Linked DNA regions of Mus musculus: all the other regions are linked to region 1. The links are chromatin contacts, called in public HiChIP or PLAC-seq maps. All regions are on one chromosome and are shown on one strand. The core of a region is the stretch at or near the end of the contact, and the rest is flanking DNA. Distances in the headings are between cores, read along the strand shown.

The links. HiChIP or PLAC-seq counts read pairs in DNA pulled down with a chosen protein or histone mark.
Region 2: a FOXA1 HiChIP or PLAC-seq map of pancreatic cancer cells shows a contact between it and region 1. The contact joins two enhancer-like sites. A contact is called at or near these places in 2 of 39 promoter capture datasets (cranial neural crest and embryonic stem cells) and 1 of 115 datasets of contacts at active chromatin or transcription factors (pancreatic cancer cells).
Region 3: a contact with region 1 is called in a FOXA1 HiChIP or PLAC-seq map of pancreatic cancer cells. The contact joins two enhancer-like sites. A contact is called at or near these places in 1 of 115 datasets of contacts at active chromatin or transcription factors (pancreatic cancer cells) and 2 of 9 other capture datasets (embryonic stem cells and liver).

Annotation. Positions count from the first base shown.
Region 1 is chr6:114,986,199-114,990,513 of GRCm38.p6, reverse strand. No RefSeq gene overlaps it. Among named protein-coding and RNA genes, the nearest start is that of Gm38876, 43 kb to the right of the region's middle. Within about 2 kb of position 2,058, at least 112 of the 459 cell types and tissues checked have an H3K27ac peak or open chromatin away from gene starts, as enhancers often do. A contact at or near this core is called in pancreatic cancer cells, where this site is marked.
Region 2 is chr6:115,715,597-115,719,911 of GRCm38.p6, reverse strand. No RefSeq gene overlaps it. Among named protein-coding and RNA genes, the nearest start is that of Gm24008, 6.1 kb to the left of the region's middle. Within about 2 kb of position 2,036, at least 261 of the 459 cell types and tissues checked have an H3K27ac peak or open chromatin away from gene starts, as enhancers often do. A contact at or near this core is called in pancreatic cancer cells, where this site is marked.
Region 3 is chr6:114,419,708-114,424,022 of GRCm38.p6, reverse strand. The region is part of intron 1 of Hrh1 (histamine receptor H1); the gene reads right to left. Among named protein-coding and RNA genes, the nearest start is that of Hrh1, 24 kb to the right of the region's middle. Within about 2 kb of position 2,167, at least 26 of the 459 cell types and tissues checked have an H3K27ac peak or open chromatin away from gene starts, as enhancers often do. A contact at or near this core is called in pancreatic cancer cells, where this site is marked.

The sequences.
Region 1 (4,315 bases), core at 809-3,308:
TCACACCTACCCCTACACACACACACAAGTTTAAAAAATAAGTCTTTATAAAAAGAGGGCCTCTGAGGAGGTCCTTTATAGGACTGACCCACTTATGCCACCGGGAGGAGGTGAGCCTCACCAGACACCAAGGCTTCCAGAACTGTAGGGGGAAAATGTGTTTTTATTGTTATAAGCCATTGTGTCACAGCATTTTCTTAAAACAGCCAAATGGATGAAGATAAAACTTCAAAGGGAGAGTGGTAAGGTCAGGCTCAGGGCACGCCCTCTGTCTGGGACCTGTAGGTTCTAGCTGTGGGACAGTGGCATGTGGCCATTCAATGGAAAACACTCCTTCTCTGCTCTTGGTACAGCTGGCAAGTCCTGTGCCAACCTTACCTTACAATTAACAGCTGTTCATCCTTCATTGTTGCTGTTGGAAGGAGGAAGCTGGTGGGCCAGGTCTGTTGGGCCAGTTCTGAGGTGAGCACTCGCCTCAGACAAAAGGGCTGTTGTACCCATTGGTTCTCTGTGCCTTCCAAGCTACTAAGAGAGCTCTCCCTGGCCCTGTTTTCTCCAGGAAGTTCCCTGCATGTGCACAGAGCACCCGTCTAATCAAAGCATAAGGTGCCCCAACCTGTTTTAAGTGTCTACTTAGCCATGAACACATCAGTGGGTTTCGTGTTTCTGCTTAATTAAATATGTATGCTGTTGTAAATTGAGAAAAATTACAGCCATAAGCACACCAGCTCTGGAGAAAACAAGCTAGTGAGCTGGCCAGGACCGTGTCTGTGAGTCTATAAACCAGTGGTTTGGGCCATCAAATCTGCACTAGCCGTTTGCTTTTCTATGTGGGTTTTGTTGTTGTTTAGGTATTTTGTTTATTTTTATGTGAGTATGTGTGTAGCATATATACATGCGTGTGAGCCCTGGGTGCGGAGGCCAGAGGAAGGTAGAGGTCCTGCTCCTTTGCTGTCCACCATATTCCTTCAAGCCAGGGTCTCTCACTGAACCTAGAGCTAGGCTGGCAGCCAGCAAGTCTCAGTGGCTCTCCCATCTCTGTCCTCTGCAGCCCTGGGTTACACGCCCATGCAGAGACATGTCCACCTTTTACACGGGTGCTGGCTATTCACCCAGGCTCTCTCTCAGGCTTGCAAGGCAGGCCCTCTTCACTGCTAAGCCAGCTCACCTCCCCAGCCTTCTGTTTGTCCTGGTATCTGTTAATTTTTTTTAAAGCAAATTATATTTCGGAAACTTCGGAGTCACTAAGCCTTAGCTTTGTGACACTGAGTGAGGCTGTTAGTCCTAGGAAGCCACATTCTCCTCTGGGAGATCTTCTGCACTTGGCAGAACTCTCAAGATTAGCTTCGTGCATGTGAAACCCATAGCAAGGTCCTTGGCCTTGGCCTGGGGTGCTCTTAGTAGTATTAACATCAGAACACTCTGTTTAGCTCATGAAACACCAGGAGGGCTAGGCTGGGCTGGAAAATGTGGGGGTATCCTGCCTAGAATTCCCCCATTAGCAGAAGAGGCAGCTGAAGTCATGCAGAGAGGGGGACCCAGGGTCATATGGAGACACAAAGGTCCCACAGAATCCCAGCCCTGGTGGCTCTCCACTGGCTCTGCTGTTTTCTTCTGCAAACCCTGGCCTCTCTAAAATGCCCACATGCCTCCCCGGAGGCCATAGGCTAGTGCCTGTGCTCTCTTCTCTTTTGGTAGTCAGCCAAGAGGAACAAACTTGCAGTGACTCACCAGGTGAGCCAGTCCCCAGCGACTCTTCCTGTTATACAAAACACTCCTCTCTGACTGTGCCCACAGTTTGTATTCCCTGTTATTTCTATTCGTCCCTTCTGTTTGGAGAATCCATAAAGTGTGTATGTGTGTGTTGTGGGGGATGTGGAAGGGGGGTACCTACCCTAACACAAGACTACAGCCTGACATGCTAACCTTGTGGCCACCTGGAAGAGAAAAAGACTGGGTAGGCAGGTTGGCATGAGTTCAAGGTAGGGGCTGATGGCCGCCTCAGGGCATCGTGGAGCAGGTTTGGGCGGTAGTAGGGAGGGAGGGAGGGACTTGTCAGCTCTTGTCTGTGTGCTCAGCCTGCTCTCTGGGGAGAAAGAGACACCTGGCATATGCCAAAGGCTGGAGCACACAAAGGAACCCAGGAGGACCTTGGGGGTAGCATTGTTTCTCCAATTTGAGGCTCTCTTTTATTGTTTACAACACGCCATGTGCTTTTAAACTCCTGGTTGGCTGCCCCCACCACCTCCCCCATAAGCTCCTCAAATATACTGCCCCCCCCCCCCAGCACACTATCGGTTTGCACACCGCCTTCCTGCTTTGTGGCTCTGCTGGTTAGGAGTGGCTGCCTGCCCAATGGCTCTCCTGAAATCCCCATTAGGTCATCAACAGCCAATCAGAGCTTCTGATCAACTTGGCCTAACCTGTGTTTCTACCTGGGTTGACATAATCCTAAAAGCAAAGAAACTTGACAGCTTTCCTCAGCTAGCAGAGTCTTTTTACTGGCTTTTGAGAGCTTTCAAGTGCTTGCAGGGGTGTGGGGTGCGGGGGGGGGGGGGCTCCTTACTGCCTCAGGGAAATCTCTGTTGAGAGCCAATATGGAGCCCAAATCCATTCTTAGGCTCAGCTTGTGGATGGGGCTTCCCAGGAGTTAAGAGCAGATCACAGGCCCATTCAGCCGCCCTCCAGTGGCCTCTGCAGAGTCATATTATCCAGTTCAGGGCTAGCCATATGGCTCAGACGACAACATGAACTCAGACTTCAGTGCTGTATCAATCAGATACCATGGTACATACTACAACTCCAGCACCTAGAACATGGAGACAGCAACATGAGAAGCTCCGGGTCATGTTCTGTCTTCTACTGTCAAGCTTACAAGCATCCTTTGAGACCAGACCCAAGCCCAGTCCAAGCTGGGAGTACAATGGTGCACACCTTGGTCCCTGCACTTGAGAGGCAAAGGCAGACAGATCTATGGGAGTTTGAAGCTAGCCTGGTCTACATAGCAAGACCCAGGAGAGCCAGGGCTATGTAGAGAGACTCAGTCTTTAAAAGAAAAAAAAAAAAGAGTTAAGGGTCACCATCACAGTGAGTGATGGGACATGAAGGCCATTGTCTCCGCCATTTCCATCAGTCCTGGGGTTCACTGTGCTGAGGTCAGGGATCTTGTTTCCCTGACTTTCTATCCCCGCCAGGAACTAACTGTGGACAACAGCCAAGCTAGGTTCAGACTTTCATTAAAGTGTCAGGAACCTGGCTGTAGCATTTCGTCTGACTTGATTCTCCTTCCACTCTATGTCTTCTGCTAGCCAAAGCATCAACGGTGCTCAGAAGCCAGCTGAATGGCTGTGCAACTTGAGACATATGCGCCATTTTCCCTCTAACATCAAGATGCAAAAAGTCCTTTCATCCTCAGGTACATTCGAGACCTACCACGGAAGGAGTGCCAGCGGCCAAGGACACATGAGGATGCTCATTAGGGCAGTGCAAAGCCAAGCCACTGGGGCATAATCGGTTCACGAGTACCAGTATGGCTCTCGAAGTTAAAGGCAGAGTCCTGGTACAGTGCTGGCGGGGCTGTATCACACAGTAAAGCTGCTGTAGGTGACTGTTGGGTGGCTTCACACGGCTACCAGGACTCCAGTAATCAATCCTGCTGCATCGGCCTTGAGAAGTCAGGACTACAGGCAGGCACCACTGTCTCTCTCTAGTTTGTATACATACACACATACATACATGCATACATGCAGGCATACATAGATAAATGCATACATAGGTGTGTATGTTTGTGTGTGCATGCACATGCTGATGCACGTTCAAATGCCATGGCACCACATATAGAAGTCAGAAGACAGCTTACAGAAGTGGATTCTTCCACCATGTGATTCTGGGAATCAAACTCAGGTTGTCAGACTTAGCAGCAAGCTCCTATACTTGCTGAACCATCTCACTGGCCCCAACAGCCAAGATTCGTAAATGCTGTTCCCATTGGATGGCATTTTACACTTGTTAGGTTGAGCCCATAGAGCCTATAAAAATGTTCACAGTAAACCAAAATGCTAGATGCACTGCTTAAGTTATTTATATATTTATTCTGTGCTCACAGATTCTAAGCATGTTTCTACCATTGAGCTCCTCTAGCCTTCAAAGTTAGGTAGGTAGGTGGGAGGGAAAGAAAGGGAAGGAAGGAGGGAAGAAAGGAAGGAAGGAGCTATAATATTAAATCTATCAAATATGAGCTTATAGGATAGCCAGATCAACTCCTGTAATGTGTGTGTGTGTGTGTGTGTGTGTGTGTGTGTTACATGCGTATGTG
Region 2 (4,315 bases), core at 787-3,286, 730 kb before region 1:
ACCCAGGCCTAGCAAAACTGAATTCCATCCCCAGGAACCACACGGTGGGAGGAGAGAAACAATTCCGTGGCATAGCCCTCTGACCTCCATGTCTACGCTGTGGCGTGGACAGCTGAATCCCCACATCATACATTCACATACTAATTATTAATTTTAAAAGAAAATGAGAAAGCACATTTTCATGTAATAGCATTGATGAACCTCACAAACATAGTGTGATAGATCATTTTAATTTTTTAAAATTATGTGTGTGTCTGTGTGGAAGTATGTATACATGAGTGCCCGGTACCTTCAGAAGTCAGAAGAGGGTGTCAGATCCCCTGGGACTGGAGTTCCTGGCAGTAGTGAGCAAACCACCCAGTGGGTGCTGAGGATTGAACTCTGGGCCTCTGCAAGATCCGTAATCACTCTCAATGGCCGAGCCTTCTCTCCAGTGCCCATAAACATTAGATTGAATGAAATGTGTGACTTTATTTACACAAACTTCCCATTTTTAAATATGTATTCTGATAATTAAGCACAAAGCAAAAAGAATGCAGGCACAGCCCTGCAGATCCGGGAGATGTATGATTTCCTGGGCAGTCAATGTCTGATTGAATAAGGGAGTGGCAAAGTCCTCTGTCTTTGTTTTTTGTTTGTTTGTTTAGTTTAGTTTTTCTAGACAGGGTTTCTCTGTAACAAAGCCCTGGCTGTCCTGGACTCGATTTATAGACTAGGCTGCTGCCCTTGAACTGACAGAGACCCACCTGTCTCTGCCTCTGCCTCTGCCTCTGCCTCTGCCTCTGCCTCTGCCTCCTCTGCCTCTGCCTCTGCCTCTGCCTCTGCCTCTGCCTCTGCCTCTGCCTCTGCCTCTGCCTCTGCCTCTGCCTCTGCCTCTGCCTCTGCCTCTGCCTCTGCCTCTGCCTCTGCCTCTGCCTCCCAAGGGCCACCAAGCCCCTCTCATTTCTTTAGTTTTTAAGATACAGAATCTACAGGTAGCACAGGTTGTCCTCAGACTCAAATCCTCTTGTCTCTGAAAACTGAGTGCTGGGATTAAAGGCATGCCAGACTTCTGGATACTTTTCTACGTATTCCATGATAAAAATTAAGTAGAGAGATGAGTTAGTGATTAAGTGTGCATGTTGCTCTTCCAGGGAACCCGGGTTCTGTTCCCCACACCTACATTGAGCTGCTCACAGTGACCTGCAACTCCAGTTCCAGGAAGATCCAACATGTGTGGTCTCTGAGGCCGCCTGCATCCACATGTACACGCGCGCCCATGTGTGTGTGTGTGACAGAGAGGGAAAGTCAGAGAAGGAAAGAAACAGAGGGAGAAAAGGGAGAGAGAGAGAGAGAGAGAGAGAGAGAGAGAGAGAGAGAGAGAGAGAGAGAGAGAGAGGAGGGAAGTGGAGGGAAGTGGAGGGAGTAAGTTTGAAACCATGAACTTTGCTCTTCTGGACACAAGAGGGGGTGCTAACCGGTGACCAGCTAAGGAAACCAGGTTTCCTAGCAACAGAGAAAAACATTGAGCAGGAAGTTTCTAAGATTCAGTCGATGGATTTCAGCTCTGCACCTGCTTGGGGCAAGGCTCGCTCCTGGCACCTGGAGCCTTCTGTTGAGTCTTGAGCGTCCTTGACCTTTTGTGGGAAAGTGGAGTACTCCTGAACACGAGGTCAGATCGGCAGGGCTGGGGTGCTGAGCCCTGGATCGCCTTTCTTCCCTGATCTTTTCCGTAGGACTCCAAACCCCCTGGTGTTTCCCTCAAATGAAGAGGCAATTAAGGCATGGGAAGGAGGGAGTTTGCCTGGAGCATGCTGAGACTTCAGGTTGTAAAAACAGAAAGATTTGGGTTGCAATGACCATTCTTAGGTTTGTTATTTTAACAGATAAGTATTGGGTAAATAAGTATTAGGCAAATCCTGTGGAATAGTAATAACACAGGAAGAATCCACTGTGAAGCGGCTGGGCTGGGGCTCCGTGGTAGAATGTGCGGGGCGTTGCTGCCCGGATCTTGGCTGGCCCTGTGGCACTAGCAGGAGGTGCTGAGACCTTTAAGAGGCGGGGCTTACCTGAATAGCTGTGAGATCATTGGGTGCACGTCCTCAAAGGGACTGGTTGGACCAGTCTTTGTGTGTGATAGACTTACTGGGGAGACACAACACACACACACACACACACACACACACACATCTGTTCTCTCAGAAAGGGAACCAGTCTTTGTGTGTGATAGACTTCCTGGGGAGACAAACACACACACACACACACACACACACACACACACACACACACACACACACACATCTGTTCTCTCAGAAAGGGAACCAACCCCATGACAGAACCAAGAAACATCCACACCAAGGTCCAACTTGGTTAAACTAGTGAGATTTTATTGGTCTGCTAACAGGAGTGTGGGTGAGGGGTTATTTACAGTACCAGGTGTGGCTCAAAAACAGCTGCATCACCAAAAAGCCCCAAACAGAGTGACGACTCACAAAAGCAGCAACCCTGAAGCGCTCTGTACACCATGCAGGCAGCTGACAGATCCAAGATATCTCCTCTCTGCAGCTGGGCTGCTCAGAGTCTGTTCCAACAGCTGTTTATTCCTTCTGGAAAGCTGGAGAAAGACCTTCCAGATTCTCGCAAGTTTCTGCTTTCCCAGAAGGTGACCTCTTGTTTACCTCCGTGATCTCCCAAGGGCCCCTGACCCTGGAAGGAAAGTTTGGATTCCGTGGACTCTGCCGCCCAGCTCCAGCCCTCTCCTGCCTCTCTTGCACTCACTCGGCAACCGGCCTCCTTTGGCTCCAGCTTCCATGTTTGTCCTCACCACAAACCCAAATGTCTGAAGCCATGAGCCAGAACGAAGCTTTCCTCTTTTTAATTTGGTTCTCTACAGAACTGTCAAAGAAGCAGAAATCTGGCTAACAAATGGAGAAAGAAATTGAGAAATGGATCACAGTTAAACTCCTGCACAGGGTACTCAGCACACACACCGTACAGTTCAGAGCAGCCTGCAACGCCAGCTACAGAGAGCCAAAGCACATTTCTGGCCTCTGAGGGGATCTTTTGGATGCCCACTGTTAGCATTCTGTCTAAGCTCTGCCCCACAGTTACCTGGATTGCCAGGTATGTCTGACACTCTATAAAGGGGGCTGCTTGCCCCCTCCTTTCTCTCTTGCTCTCTCTTGCTCTTGCCTTCCTGCTCCTGCTCAGTCCTCCTCATGGCCAGTCTCTACTCCCCTCCTCTCCTCCTCTCCCCTCCCCTCCCCTCTCTCTCTGCCTTTCTCCACCTCTACTACCCTAACTCCCTTCCCCATATCCTGAATAAACTCTTTTCTATACTATGGTGCTATAGCTGGTCCCTCAGGAGGAAGGGATGCCTCAGCATGGGCCCTGCGATGGCTCCTTCCCCCACACCTCACCACACAGCCATAAAACATATCCCCCCTCTTTATCTTTTAATAAACACATCACCACTACATGCATGTCTCCATTTCCCTACATGCTGATCTACATGTAATTAACAACAAAATAAGTCTGTAAGAGAAAGAGGAAAAAAATAACACCGGAGATGCATGGAGACTAAACAGGATGACATGCAAATGTCTTCCCCAATCCAATGTATAAAAGAAATATTTAAAACCATATTTTAATTTATTTTATATTTTGAGACAGCGTCTTACTTTGTAGCTCTGACTGGCTTGGGACACACTGTATAGACCAGGCTGGCCTTGAATTCACAAAGACCTGCCTGCTCTGTCTCCTGAGTGCTGGGATTAAAGGTATGCCCAACCTATCATCATTTTTATTCTTATTTTAAAAGCTTATTTTTTTAAAGGTATGAAGCTGTTTATTGTCTCTAATAACCAGATAAATTAATGTTAAAACTTTGGGGAGGGAGTAATTTCTCTAGCAAGTGAAGAAAACCACTTTAAATAAGAGCTTGCTGTTAGGGAGGAACTTACAATTGTGTTGGGGCCTCACTCTGAGAAAGCAGTCTGGCTGCCACTAGCAGGAGCCATAGAATGGCTCTCCTAGACAGTGTGGTGATGTGTACCTGTAATCCCAGCACTTGGTAGGTGTAGACAAGACGCAGAAGTTCAAGGCTACCCTTAGCATCAAATCAAGTTTGAAGTCCGTTGGACTTGCAGGCGATCCTATCTCCAGACGTCCTTCTGTGATCCAGCAACTGTGCTTCAGACATAATTGGAAATGTGGCAAAAGGTACACATGACAATATTGATGCCAGTTTTCTTTATGATGTCCCCTGACCTGAAGCAGAGAGGGAGTCAGAGAGAGAGAGAGAGACTGAGAGACAGAGACAGAGAGACAGAGATGT
Region 3 (4,315 bases), core at 918-3,417, 570 kb after region 1:
CATCTTCACAACGACCATATTAACCTGCAAGAAGCCTGTGACTCGGGAGAGACCAGGACACTCTCCTTGTAAAGTTGGCCCTGGGCACCTAGTTCTGGACCAGAGATGGAAAGGTGGCTTCCTCTTCCCCCAGGCCAAGGAGAACCACCGCTTGCAAGCAGTAAACCCAGATCCTCCCTCCATCTCTCAGAGTCAGGAGTCAGTACTACGAGCCACTCTGAGCTGGACCCAGCCTTCTCTAGACTCAGCATGCCTCTCAGCACCTCTGTTTTCCCTCATTGTGAAAGGATAATGGTAGAGCTACTGCCATGTCCTAAGGCTGGTCAGGAGTGATGGTTACACTATCACAGTTACAATGTCTAAGAGTGTTGGCATGGTGACCCCACCGCTTTCCCTCATGTTGAGGCAAATAATGTCTATTCCTTCAGCTACACTTGGCAGGAAATAAGCGATCCATCTCCTTGACAGCCCTAATAAATCTAAAGCCCTAGTTGCCACACCCCAAGTGCACATATCTCCCACGGCAGGAGAAGGAAAGGGTGGGACTCTCCCAAGCCCTCCTAGACTTCAGGGCTCTGGGGCAGAAAGGGCCTTAAAACAGGGCTAGGTCTTGCTGGGAGGAGCGAGGACCCAGGCTATGCAATCCTGAGAGCTGTGATGAAACTGAGTGGAGAAGGAAATGCCAGAGGGTGGCTGGAATTGGGCAGAGACTCAGCCCTCTTCATGGCACAGCACTGAACAGATCAGACCCCAGACCAGTGGGGACACTGGGTGTGGGCCAGAGCTACGTGTCCATCTGTTACTCTTAGTATTCAGTGAACAACTCTTGCGGTACCAGCTTCACATCCAGGAGGTACACAGCAGGTGCCAGGGACAGCGAGGCAGATAAGACAGTATTTGCTCCAAAGGCCCCAGTACACACATCGCCTGCAGTGCCCGGTGTGGTGAGGGTTGGAAATGAAGCTGCTAACTCCTTTGAAGAACTAGGGAAAGCTTCCTGGAGGAGGTGGCTGGTGAGACAGAACCTGATTGATACTGCCTGGGCCGGTGATGCATAGAGACTCGCTAGTGCACATCCTGGCACTGTATCCGGGACTCTGCTCTCTCTGCTGAGCCTCTGGGATGCCCGGGACGTCCTCAGGCCCAGGCACTAGACTGTTTTCATGACCCCCAGGATAGATATCTGAGGTGGGTATGCAGGGAGTACCGGCCATCTGTTGCAAGTGTTGTCTCGTTTGATTCTTTAGTGAGCACTGTTTCCTTGGATTAAAAACTCAGTGCAACTGAAAAGCAATGTCAGAAGTCCCAGGGAGAAGTCCCCTGACAGTTGGTCTGTCCCAGTAAGTCCAATTGGAGACTGTGACCTGGGCTCACTGGGAAACATTCCCCCCTCTTACTATTCATGCCTGACTCCATGGAAACGGGTTCTTGTTCTGGGAATAATGTGTACCCATGTAGGGAAAGGTCATGTTCATACCCAGGTATGGACAGGGCAGGAAGCACTTTATTTACCTGTTTAGGAAAAAGGGGTGACACTCAGCAGAACCAAACAGTTCATGTTTAGAGTAAACTGGTGCTGCCTCTGAGCTGTGTGACTTGGAAAAAGTTGCTCAGTCTCTCTGTGCCTCAATTTCTTCATCTGTACAATGGGGACAATAGCAGTACCTGACGTGTAGGTTGTGTGGGGACTGCGGAGTTTGTGCATGTGATGCAGCATGTATAGGTAGCAGTGCTGGCCAGCAAGCATGCTTCATGGAACTGCACTCTTATGCCGAGGTAGAACACACTAGGCAACAGCTCTGTCATTGAGCTGCACCCCAGTTCTTCATGTTCTAATCTCTGCATCCCAGTCTGCACTCCAGGGTCTAACCTAGTGAGTGTCAAGTGTCTGTTCATTTCAGCATCCAGACAAGAGTTTGGCTGTACCCTCACTGTGAGGCCCCTGCAGACCAGGCAGCAGCACCTATACCCTAGGACCCATCCAAGATTATCCAGAGACATGCTAGCTCTGGGAAACGCAAGAGCCATTGACACCTCTCAGACTCCCTGGGCTTCAGGGTGGGTATGTTTCCTTGGTTTCATCAGAAGATCTTTGAATTCTTTAGCCCTGAGCACAGGAAGAGGGGCAGAGTACCTAGGAAGCCCTGTGAGTCAGATGAGGGAGGATCATGCATTCACGCGCATACACAAACAAATGTGCCTCTGGGTTGGTCCAGCCTAAGTTTCTCTCCATCTGTGTCTGGAACTCTGGGTACAGGTAAGTCTAGACCCCAGGCAGAGCTGAAAGCTCAAAAGTCCTCAGCCTGAGTGCACCTTCCCTGCAACCTGGGGCAGCTCCCACTTCAGACACTACCCAGTATCCTGCTTCTGCCTGAAGGTCACTTTGGAATCATGCCAGCCCTCCCCAGTCCATCATGGGAGTGCAGACATGCCGATCTCCATAACTTCTGCTACAGACCCAACAGACCCTCAGACCCAGGGCTCTGCTCACTCAGCCTCCCTGCCTCGTCACTTTGCAAAGGTGGGCTGGGCTGGACATGATGGCACCAGAGCTTTCTGATGAATGGAAACAGTGTCTCAGGATGGGAACATCAGGGATGCAGGAGTGGGGTGGGCCTTCCATCTTCCTCAGGTTTCCTCCACAGTTCCCAGAATTTCCAATCAAAGAGCAGTGATGAGCATTGAGAGGAAAAGAGAGGGAAGAAGTTCTCATTGGGATTTCCCAAGACTGGGTGTGTCCTGGGATACAGGGAGTGGCAGCAGAGAGACAGATGCCAGACACAGTTATGAATCATAATGCAAATATCTGATATGTGACTCCAAAGGGGTTGTGACCCACAGGTTAATAGCCACTGCCATAAGGGCTGAGCCTCCAGAACATGGTGCTAAGACATGCACAAAACTAAATCCATCAACATTCAGTTATGAGCAGGGATGAGTTTATAAGGCCCAGCCCTCCCTGAGAACTGACTGGCAGCTAATGGTTACTTGGGGTGGAGTATCATTCTGGTGGTGTAGCCATAGGTAGCTTGCCCTTCCTTGGGTAAATGACCCTCCCCCGACCCACCCAGGTACATGCAGGCAACTCTAGCTAAACACTTCGGAGACGAAATAGACTTGGAGTGAGAGGGGGCTCAGGGGGGAGATAACGGAGAAAATGATCAAAGTACATTGCATATTAAGCATGGAACTGAGAGAGATGAAAATAGATGGATACAGGTTAAAATAAATAATAAAATAGAACGCTGGGCCAAGTGGCTGAAGGCACAGGTCACAAAGCACCTAATGTCGAGTGACTCTGCTTACGTGAAGCATTCAGAGCAGGCAGATCTGTCTGGATGACCGGCACTGGTCGGCAGCTGCCACAGAAAGGGTGGAGTGGTGTGGTACAGGGGGTAGGTACGGCTATAGTAGGTGGGAGCTTGCTTTGCAGGGGTGGGGGGTGATGAAAACACTCTAAATTAGACTGTGTTTAAAGTCACGTATCACTACGAATAAGCTGAAAACCACCACATCACGCACTTCAAATGGATGAGTAGTTGGGTGTGTGAACTGCCCCTTAAAACAGCTGCTGAGTAGAAAGGGTTCTATAGACTTGATCTAAGGACAGTGAGTGCGTTTAGAATGAAGTTGGGACTCACAATTCCCCAGGCTGAATCCTGACCAAGTGATCTATTAAGAGAGGGCTCTCTGAAGGAGCTTAAAGAAGCTGGGGACCATTCACAAGTGACATGACATTTAAGTCAGGTATTGAGGGGTGCAGGGAAGCTTGCTAGCAAAGGAGCGAGAAACCTGTCATTCCAAAGTTACTTAGCATTACACAGTAGGACTAGGACTATGACCCCTAATTATGCTCAGGATAATGGGTCACTATCACATTGGCTCTCGTCTCACTGTCTGGCCTCGAACTCATAGTGATGCTTAAGTCTCTTGAAGTGTTAGGATCTTGGGCATGAGCTGCCACACCCAGCTACATCCCTTTCAAGCTAGCTGGCCCTGTAAGAATTAAGGCAGTATTACTACATTCATGGCCTCGGGCCCAGGGGCAGGCAGACACTCAGGCCTCTTTTCCTTTCCCAGCCCAAAGAGGACCTGAGCTCAGGGAAGGGAGCATAGCCGCAGGGTGAGCACCACTGCTCGTTCATCCCTCTGTGAACCTCAGAGTGGGTTTCAAGGGTGTGGGACTCCATGCCTTCTCTAGAGGTCTGTAAATGGCCAGAGGAGATATTCTGAATTGCCACAATGATGAGGGGGTTGCATATGACCCCCAGTGAATCTCTACATTACAAGGAACTGCGTGTTCCCCAATGTTTCC